Regions from separate parts of the Triticum aestivum genome. Here regions 2 and 3 are each linked to region 1. The links are chromatin contacts, called in public Hi-C maps. All regions are on one chromosome and are shown on one strand. The core of a region is the stretch at or near the end of the contact, and the rest is flanking DNA. Distances in the headings are between cores, read along the strand shown.

Region 1 (3,339 bases), core at 242-2,741:
CAACAGTGTTTTTTTTTGCGGGGCTAAAGGGAATTTCATTGCTCAGCTTGGAGGGAGATCCTCCATACATAGTTCCGGTGCATTAGCAGGTCCAGATTTTAACCATATGGCAGTCCTAGCTTCTACTCGGCCAAACTCAGCTAGTCTATGCCTAACACAGTTTTGTGTCCTACTAATATGGGCAATTGAACTTTCCCTTTCACCAAGAAGTCTCTTAGCTTCAGAAATCATCATCGCGCGTTGCGATTTATCTTCCTTCATTGATCGGATAGCCTGCACAGCAATCGGGCTGTCCATCTCCACGTCCACAGGCAAAGGAGACCGTTGCATGGCAAAATTTAGGCCTTCGAGACAGGCCGCCAGCTCCGCTTGCAAAGGATCTGCACAGAAGAGAAGGTTTCTGCACGCCGAGAAAATAATTGCTCCACTACTGTCCCTCAAGATCATGCCTGCACCCGCAGCACCAGAGGCGGGGCAGTACGAACCGTCGACGTTCAGTTTAACACGCCCAGGGGCTGGGGCCTGCCACATGCTATCCGGCGCTGGTGCGTTCTCCTGGTGCCTTGCCGGCGCCCCCCTCGCCGCGGGCACAAGCACCATCTTGCCCTTCATGTGATCACCGTCCGGGTCTCGCTGGATAGCAGCCAAAGATGCTTCATAGCTGAGCAGGAACCGGCATGAAGCCTCCACTGGGGGTGGCCTCTTCTCATGGACGATCTCATTCCGAACATGCCATGCGCGCCACAGCACCATAAGGACCCTCATGCGGTCATCAACCTGCAGGGGATACAGCACGTCGAACAGCCACTCGATGCCCGTCGGCCTAACAGAACTGATGCCCGGTAAGCTTCAATGTTTCGCCATGGCTCGCCACATTTCCACGGCACGGGGGCACCTGCAGTTACTTTCTCGTAGTTGAGCCGAGCGCCAAGTAGCACATTATTACTAAATAAAAATTGCGGGGGAAGTAGCACATTACTGGGCCCTGTGTGATTTAATTAGTGGTGGGCATATTTTAGGCTTTTAGCACGTTAGTAGTTTGGATCTGGCTAAAATTATTGTCATCGTGATCCGGTAGAGCAAGAATAGCCCGTTAGTGTTCCCGCAAATGAAGAAAAGAAAGAAAAAGACAGCCAGCTGAGGTACGCAGGAACACATACATTACTGTCATCAGGCGCCGGCGTCCTACCAATCTGACCCTGCGATATGAAAGGGATGGACCGGTGTACGTCAGTACGGACTAGTATATGGCTGATGCGTGCGCCACATCTCTTCCATGGAGAAAAGAAAAAATTAAGTCCTGGACGCCGGCCGGAAGGAGAATGGAGGAAACTACCAGGAAGTATCCCCCTGGCACCGGACGGCGCACGCACCGGCGAATAATCGCTACGCCTTTCCCTTTCGTCGACGTCGACAGCAGCTGAGCAGCGACGGAAGGAAAATGCCAAGACGGACGGCTATAAAACCCACCGCGACGGCGCCACCTCCAACACAAACATATCCCGCTGCCCCTCCCTCCAAAGAAGCCCACGCCGACGGGCGACCACGGCGAACCATGCCAGATGCTCGCTGCAAGCAGTACCTCGACTTGACTTGCAGCCCCAATCATGCGCCGCGTCCTCCTTCCTGTTCATGTGTCTCTCCGCCGATTTGCATAGGCCTCGTCGCTGCGTCCGTGGCCATCCTACTCACCCTCTGGTCCCGTCGGCCCCTTTTCGAGCAGTTGCCAGATGGGGGTGCCGATCAGAACCCGGTGATTGCAGAGGAGGTCGACGAGATCGCCGCCTCCATCCCAGAGGCTCTGGCGCCGTCCCAAGCCGAGGCCTACCTGTCGGACGGCGGCAGCAGCGACGACCAAGACAAAGCAAGCCGGGTGCTTCAACGGACAGTGGTCTTCATCAATGCTGCCATCGACAGGTACGTACTAGTCCCCCAATCTTTTCTACTTACTCTGATTCTCTGCTATTCAGTAGGAGTACTACTGTATGTTACTTCCGTGCCTACCAACAAGGGGTGGTGGAACGGAGACGGAACAAAGGATTGAGAGGTGGGGGGAGGACGAGGGGAGAGATTTCATTGATCAATTTAAGTATGCGAGGGCCGACAACTTATATCAACCTTAAATTAAGTGCGCTGGACGCTTAATTTTGTTTCCCAGAATTTGCTAATTTTCAGTCAACTGACTATTAATTCAGTTTCGATCGAATTTTTTATCCGTCCGATCAAGTGCTATGATTGAATTCCCAATTTGTTTTCCTGTGTAGAATAATATCATTCCCTCCAAGCCTACAATATCCATAGTGTATTTATTTTCTAATGTATGTTTGGTATTAACATTCTCCTCGTAAGCATTCCACACTGTTTTGGGTGTACTGTTTTATTCATGTGGGTTTACTATTTTTTTTTTCTTTTTCCGAGATCACATGGGTTTACTATTCTAGTACTACTGTTGTTAGTCATGTAGTATTCATTACTTGTATTTTTGGTTGGTAGTCCTGTGTAATTGTTATTTATTTGTTACCGATCGGCTGAAAATTAAGAATAAAGGTGAATTCATTTTAAGTCGATTGACAAATCGAAACTAGACTCTAAACTGTAGAGGATGAACTGGACCTTTTTCCTCGCCGCAAAGAGAGAGAAAATTCCAGAGCTTTATTATATAAGGGTAGTGGTTCCAAGAGGGGCACATGACATGAGCCATGTGGATGAAGAATTGACAATTACAGTTGGGAGGAGAAATGAAACTAGAGCAGGTTCTTCTTTTCTTGTTAGACTTGATGCATATAATCAATTGGCACACTAAATATAGGGCATATGACTTATTGCAGTGAGAAAAGAGAAAAATGATGAAATACACCTAAAATATGAGAAATACTCATCAGCATAACTGTTTGCAGTCTGCTAACTATTTACTTATCTCTAGCTCTCTATGCAAAATAATGTAGTACATTTTTTTCCTAGATTGAACCCTAAATTATGTGATTCAAATTATTTTAAATAGTTTGTAACAAGATCCTTTGAACAGATCTGGTGAGGTTGCTGGAATTCTTAACAATATGTTGAATGCTTTGGGTGGAATACTTCTGGACATCCATAGTTGCGACTGCGATGAATTCACCATTCATCCAGCAAATGGTCTTCTTATACAAGCGTTGGCTATTTTCTGTGGTAACACAGATAGGGTGCAGTCAATATTTGCCACCGGGGATTACACCGTCGAACCTTACACTGACATGTTTGATTGTTGGGTATCCAAGCTTGAGGAAGACGCGGAATGGATATGCCAAGGTGAAAAGAGTCGAAAGTTCATATTCCTATTGAATAACACATATAATGTTT
Region 2 (3,339 bases), core at 568-3,067, 210 kb after region 1:
ATACAGACGACAGTACGTGGACGATTTACAAACGACAACCCATCGAAGCCGTCCATGCATGGCTAAAGTTGCTTGCAAATCGCTGCATGGACCATCGTGCAAGAGTCCTTCACACTATACGTCGTGTGCACAGCAGTTTCGTTCAACGCGGGCGATGTGTGATAAATCATCCCTTTCTCTGCAACGACGGGTTTTCGTACAGCCAGAGTGGAATTAATGAAAATCCGGTCTGAAGGTACGTAGCACGAAAGAAACATGCCATTCCTTCGTTTCTGAGTTCTGACCATGAACAACTCCTGCTGCCACCTGGGCCAGGGACTGGGAGGGAGACTTGAGCGAGTTGCTCTTGCTAGTTGCTAGTGTATCCTATATTATCCCCTCGGCCCACTTGTACGAGAAAAATCTTGCTGCCTGGTCGTTGGTGGTGGCGGCCTCATGTGCTCTTCTCTTTCCCTTGTTCGCTTTCTTTCATCCAGCTAGACTAGTACGTAGACTTGTTGTTCTCACTCTCTCATAAAAACTCGAGGTAAAAAAGAACGTGGTGCCGCATCGTTGGATTTGTATTTTAATCCAGCGGTCCGGGTGAAAGCAGCAGAAATTTTAAACAAGCCCGATCGATCTACAGGTGATCGAGATACGTAATTCCTGAAGGAGGTGATGCAAATAAACAACTCAAGTCCGAAACATCCCGTAAAACTGGGAGTTCAATCAAGATGAACTTGGATGGATCCAAATCATAGCAAAGGAGGAGGGCGTGTTGTTGCTACGGGCAACAATTACCGACGATGCCTTCAGTCGTCGCTTTCTACTCTGACAGCCCGCTCCGGCGTACAGTACGAATTACTGTTTCTTTTTTTCTAATTCATCGACAAGATTAAAAGGGATGCATGACACTCTTCTGTTCTGGGAAGATCAGGCGCATATTCAAAGTTCATACCTCTCTTGCAGCTTGGCTTGCTATTTATTCAAGGATCCATGGGTGAATGCAAACTTATCTGCACTAGATTCCGAATAGGACAACTCAGATGCTCTCAGACACACTCGCACCCGGCGGCACATAGAACAGACATGCAATCTTTGTGTCTCCATGAGTTGGGTTCGGAAGCTTAATTTGCCTATTAGTTCATGTCATCAGAGGATACGGCGACGAGCCCTGCTGCAATCTCACGTCACCTAGTTTATGGAGCCATATTCTGTCCTTTTGCTGAGGCGCGAGAGGCCACGATACTCCGGCGACCAGGCTTCGGCATCAACCGGAACAGCGAAATCAAACGAAATTTTGATCGGTTCAACGTAGCAGTAGGAAAGATATATAGAAAAAAAGAAAAGATAGATATGCCTACAGAAAGCCACCACCGCCAGTAATAACATGGATAACAGATTAAAACCAACCAGTGACAATCGCTATCCGTCGTACGAGTAGTCGATCGAGTAGTGAAAAAATCAGGAAAATCGACGCATTCTCTCTCCTAGTCTCTGTTCTACTATACTACGTTCTTTTATATTATGAGACGAAGGGAGTATTTAATACCTAATCAAATGCTCCTTGCTCATATACCCTCTTCCTCGCTGCCAGTACAACTAGTTTTAGTACTCCAATCAAAAATCAAACTATTCAAAAAGTTATACTAAATCAAACCTATTGAGAATTTGCCAAGGAGGCATTTGTATACAAATCAAACCTGTTTTACAAAAATAAAAACGTTTTTAAACCTCGGAGGAGATTTTAATTCGGCGAGCAGCTAGAAAGAAGATAGGCTCACATCAGTTGTTGCTCTCATCGCTACCGTCCTCAAATTTCAGCCAAAAGTAAGCCCAACCAACACCTTTGCAAAAACGGCCAAAGGCTTCTCCGTCCGTCCCCGCGTTCATTCACAGTGGCAATTCGCCCCTTTCCCCGGAACTTCTCCTAGCCCCAGCAGCGTCGCCGCCGGCGGCCATGCCTGAATTTGTGTACGCCAACCTGTCTTGCATTCCGAATCTCGATAGCGCCTCGGCCCCGCCGCCGCGCCCTTTGTGCGCCTCCGCGGCGGCCTACCTTGCCCTCCACCTCGCCGGGCCTGTGGCCGTCGTTGTCGTCTGGTGGCTCTGGAGGAACCTCCTGCTTCTGCTTCTGCCTCTGCCTCTGGAGGGGTTCGCGGGCGCTGCAGACGGCCGCCGCCTCCCGGAGCAGCAGCCGCCCCGCACCCACACGGTGGTGGACGCGGACCGCGTGGCTGTCGCCGCCGCCACCGCCCGCGGCTTCTTCGAAGAGGAAGAGACCACCCGTCCAATCCTCCTCCGTCGCAGGGCGCCCCACGCCGGCGCCGACGGGTACTTCCGGTACCCGCAAATCCACTACCTTGAAGCACTTCCTCAAATCCGCCTCATGGACCCCGAATCCATGGAGGAGATGACGCGAGGGCGGCGTCACGCCGTCGGCATGCTCAGGCAAGCCGCGATCCACTACCACGACCCCATCCACAGGTGTTGCACTCTACCAATTTCTCACCCATCTCGTTATGTACGATTTTTTTCCACGGAAATTTCATTCTGTACGATGTCTATGTCAGAACACACTGTCTGTCCTCTGTCAGGTTAGGAAACATTTTCGATTCTCTTCAAATTTTCATTGCGAGGGTTAGCTATACTGTTGCTGATGCGTTGCTGTCTTCATTCACTGCTCTCTGAAACGTTCAGCATATTAATTTTTCCAATGGGATTCAACAAACAGTGGGTTTCCATTTTAAGGTAGTAGTATACAGGTACTCCCTCCGTCCGAAAAAACTTGGTGCTAGATACATCCATTTGAGGGACAAGCTTGGGACAAACTTTTTCGGACGGAGGGAGTATTTCTCCCGGCTAAAGATGCAGACAGCCAGTGGTTTAGCACAGATTTATAGCCACAAGTTGTTCCCAAGGTTCAGTTAACCGCTGGAATATACAAGTTCAATAAGCCATGCGAAGTTTGAAACACAAAGCTCAAGCTGCACTTATCCTTTGCACCACTGGGTTTCTGCTCTTCATTTTCTATGTTGTAACCCCATCTAGGCACTCCTTATTTCGTACCAGCAAACCTCTGTTTCTACCAGCAACCCCTCTGTTTCTATGTTGGCATAGCTCCCCGGAGCACTCTTTAATTTTAAACTCCAGAGAGGATGTACGCATGACCTGTTTATTATCGGATACTTTTCTTTAAAGACTATTTTCTCTGCGATGGGCAACATTTTCTCACTGCCTGGCACGGCTCTAGTAGGAGCAGTTTGGTATTTTCTTTTCTAAAATACAGTTTGGTATTTTCTGTGTAGGCAGTAGATTTTACTAGAATGTATTATGTGAATATGGTGTTTTCATCGGGAT
Region 3 (3,339 bases), core at 418-2,917, 150 kb before region 1:
GTGAGAAAATGTTGCCCATTTCAGAGAAAATAGTCTTTAAAGAAAAGTATCCGATAATAAACAGGTCATGCGTACATCCTCTCTGGAGTTTAAAATTAAAGAGTGCTCCGGGGAGCTATGCCAACATAGAAACAGAGGGGTTGCTGGTAGAAACAGAGGTTTGCTGGTACGAAATAAGGAGTGCCTAGATGGGGTTTCGAGTGCTTTTTTTTTATCAACATTTGCTAGTACTCAGATTTACTGCAACATTGACCATTACATGGCATGATATCGACTAACAAAGCATGCAGCATGAAACCCAGATAACATCTGAATGCAACATTTTGGACTACAGACTACAACATTAGCCATTGGATCCATTCAACGATGTAACGTTAATCAAGTAAAAAAACTCGAATCAGGCAACCCGTTTGCCATTTCGTCGATGGAACAACAGTTCACAGCCAAGCATACAGTGCGTGTGTGTGTAGAAAATGAAGAGCAGAAACCCAGTGGTGCAAAGGAGAAGTGCAGCTTGAGCTTTGTGTTTCAAACTTCGCATGGCTTATTGAACTTGTATATTCCAGCGGTTAACTGAACCTTGGGAACAACTTGTGGCTATAAATCTGTGCTAAACCACTGGCTGTCTGCATCTTTAGCGGGGAGAAATACCTGTACACTACTACCTTAAAATGGAAACCCAGAGTTGGTTCAATCCCATTGAGAAAATTAATATGCTGAATGTTTCAGAGAGTAGTGGATGAAGACAGCAACGCATCAGTAACAGTAAAGCCAGGTTTCCTAACTGAACTTTTTTTTTTTTGCGGGGCTCCTAACTGAACTTGACAGAGCAACAGGGACAGACAGTGTCATCTGACTGAGAGACGTCGTACACAATGAAATTTCCGGTAAAAAAAATCGTACAAACAAGATACTAGAAGGAAAGAACGAGATGGGTGAGAAATTGGTAGAGTGCAACACCTGCGGATGGGGTCGTGGTAGTGGATCGCGGCTTGCCTGAGCATGCCGACGGCGTGACGCGCCCCCCGCGTCATCTCCTCCACGAATTCGGCGTCGATGAGGCGGACTTGAGGAACTGCTTCGAGGTATTGGATTTGTGGATACCGGAAGTACCCGTCGGCGCCGGCGTGGGGCGCCCTGCGACGGAGGAGGATTGGACGGGTGGTCTCTTCCTCTTCGAAGAAGCCGCGGGCGGTGGCGGCGGCGACAGCCACGCGGTCCGCGTCCACCACGGTGCGGGTGCGGGGCGGCTGGTCCTCCGGGAGGCGGCGGCCGTCTGCAGCGCCCACGAACCCCTCCAGAGGCAGAGGCAGAAGCAGAAGCAGGAGGTTCCTCCAGAGCCACCAGACGACAACGACGGCCACAGGCGCGGCGAGGTGGAGGGCAAGGTAGGCCGCCGCGGAGGCGCACAAAGGGCGCGGCGGCGGGGCCGAGGCGCTATCGAGATTCGGAATGCAAGACAGGTTGGCGTACACAAATTCAGGCATGGCCGCCGCCGCCGGCGCTGCTTGGGCTCGGAGAAGTTCCGGGGAAAGGGGCGAATGGCCACTGCAGGCGAACGCGGGGACGGACGGAGAAGCTTTGGCCGTTTTGCAAAGGTGTTGGTGGGGCTTACTTTTGGCTCAAATTTGACGACGGTAGCGATGATGAGAGCGACAGCCGATGCGATGTGACCCTATCTTCTTTCTAGCTGCTCGCCAAATGAAAAAGAAAATCTTCTCCTCTAAAAGCGAGGTTTAAAAAAGGTTTGATTGGTATGCAGACGCCTCCTCGGCAAATTCTCAATACTATGGAATGTTTGCACCGGTCATTTCAATCACCTACTTCAAATTCTCAGTAGTAGTATTCGTAGTGAATTACGTACTGCCTTTGTAATCAAATGTGGGGCATTACAGCAAAAACGTCCTACATTTGTTTACAGTACTACAGATATATTTTTTACCTTATCGCAAGATTTTTGCTTGTAGTACTACTCCAATATCATATACTCCTTTTTGCTTGGAGTAGATACACTAGTGGTACTGCAGAGAGGGCACCTTTTTTATTAGTACAACATTATTCGAATAGGTATTAAATGGGTCCCCGCGAAACAGAAAGAATAGTAAAATTAAGTAGAACAGGTCTCCCAGGAGGAATCTTATCTTTGGCGGTTAAAGTGGCGTGGCAGCGTCTGCTCTGTGTGTGAAAGAGACTAAGAGAAAGAACGCGTTGATTTTGCTGATTTTTCACTACTCGACTGATGTTGAGAGACAGAGAGAATGATGATTGGCTATTATGCATGTGGCTTATGTTTGGAGAGAGAGAGAGAGAGAGAGAGAGAGAGAGAGAGAGATGACTTACTAGAAAGCAGAGAGGGTTCAAAAGTAGTAAACGGCAAATCATAGCGCGGATAGTTTGCATTCACCCATCGGAAGTACTTCACAGACGATGTTCGGCTGGACGACACTCGCCCGACGGCTAATCAAACCGTATGCTACGGTGTAGACTTGCCCACGGATGGTTGGATATAGCGTGTCGTCCGGGTTTCGGCCGGAACTGTCGTCCGTGTAGCAATGCTCTTCACCCATGGATCCTTGAATAAATAGCAATCCAAGCTGCAAGAGAGGTATGAACTTTGAATATGCGCCTGATTGGTTAGTTTGCATTATAATCTTGTTGATGAATTAGACAGAAACAGTAATTTGTACGTCGGAGCGGGCTGTCAGAGTACAAACCGACAGTTTGCTGGGGGTTTTGACTGAAGGCATCGTCGGTAATTGTTGCCCGTAGCAACAACACGCCCTCCTCCTTTGCTATGACTTGGATCCATCCAAGTTCATCTTGAATGAATTCCCAGTTTTATGGGATGTTTTGGACTTGGGTTGTTTATTTGCATCACCTCCTTTACAGATTACGTATCTCGAAAGAAAATGCGATCACTTGTAGATCGGGCTTGTTTAAAATTTTGATTGCTTTCACCCGGATCGCTGGATTAAAATACAAATCCAACGGTGCGGCACTACCGTTCCTTGTTTGAGTCAAATGCATAAAACCATCATTTTGACGTCATAATTCTCGGAAAACCATTATTTTACAAAACATGACACTTTACATCGTAAAGAAATTTTGACAATGCCAGAAAACACAGAACTGAAAAATGAGCATGTTATGATGTGGCCAATCGCGCGCTGGCCGACAGCGATGATGACGCTGCGCTAATGGCCGCTAACGGCTGTACCGACCGAGCCGGTCGGCCCGTTCCCTAAATTGGTGAACTGAAATTGCTGTCTTCCTTGTTACTCCTCTCGCTGCGCCCCATCCAAAGCAGTCCAATCCTCGACTTTTTAATGAAGTGAAAAC

The links. Hi-C and Micro-C count contacts between places; a contact is called where the count stands out from the background.
Region 2: a contact with region 1 is called in a Hi-C map of leaf, with 5 times the contacts expected there. The contact joins the promoter of LOC123187020 here to the promoter of LOC123184313 in region 1. A contact is called at or near these places in 3 of 5 Hi-C or Micro-C datasets (all in leaf).
Region 3: a Hi-C map of leaf shows a contact between it and region 1, with 4 times the contacts expected there. The contact joins the promoter of LOC123184312 here to the promoter of LOC123184313 in region 1. A contact is called at or near these places in 2 of 5 Hi-C or Micro-C datasets (both in leaf) and 1 of 1 datasets of contacts at active chromatin or transcription factors (leaf).

The regions. Positions count from the first base shown.
Region 1 is chr2A:17,145,814-17,149,152 of IWGSC CS RefSeq v2.1, forward strand. LOC123184313 reads left to right here and starts at 1,492. Exons shown (of 2, transcript XM_044596460.1): 1 at 1,492-1,917; 2 at 3,026-3,339. The coding sequence starts at 1,556.
Region 2 is chr2A:17,360,324-17,363,662 of IWGSC CS RefSeq v2.1, forward strand. LOC123187020 reads left to right here and starts at 1,818. Exons shown (of 2, transcript XM_044598767.1): 1 at 1,818-2,466. The coding sequence starts at 1,940.
Region 3 is chr2A:16,994,348-16,997,686 of IWGSC CS RefSeq v2.1, forward strand. LOC123184312 reads right to left here and starts at 1,668. Exons shown (of 2, transcript XM_044596459.1): 1 at 961-1,668. The coding sequence starts at 1,487.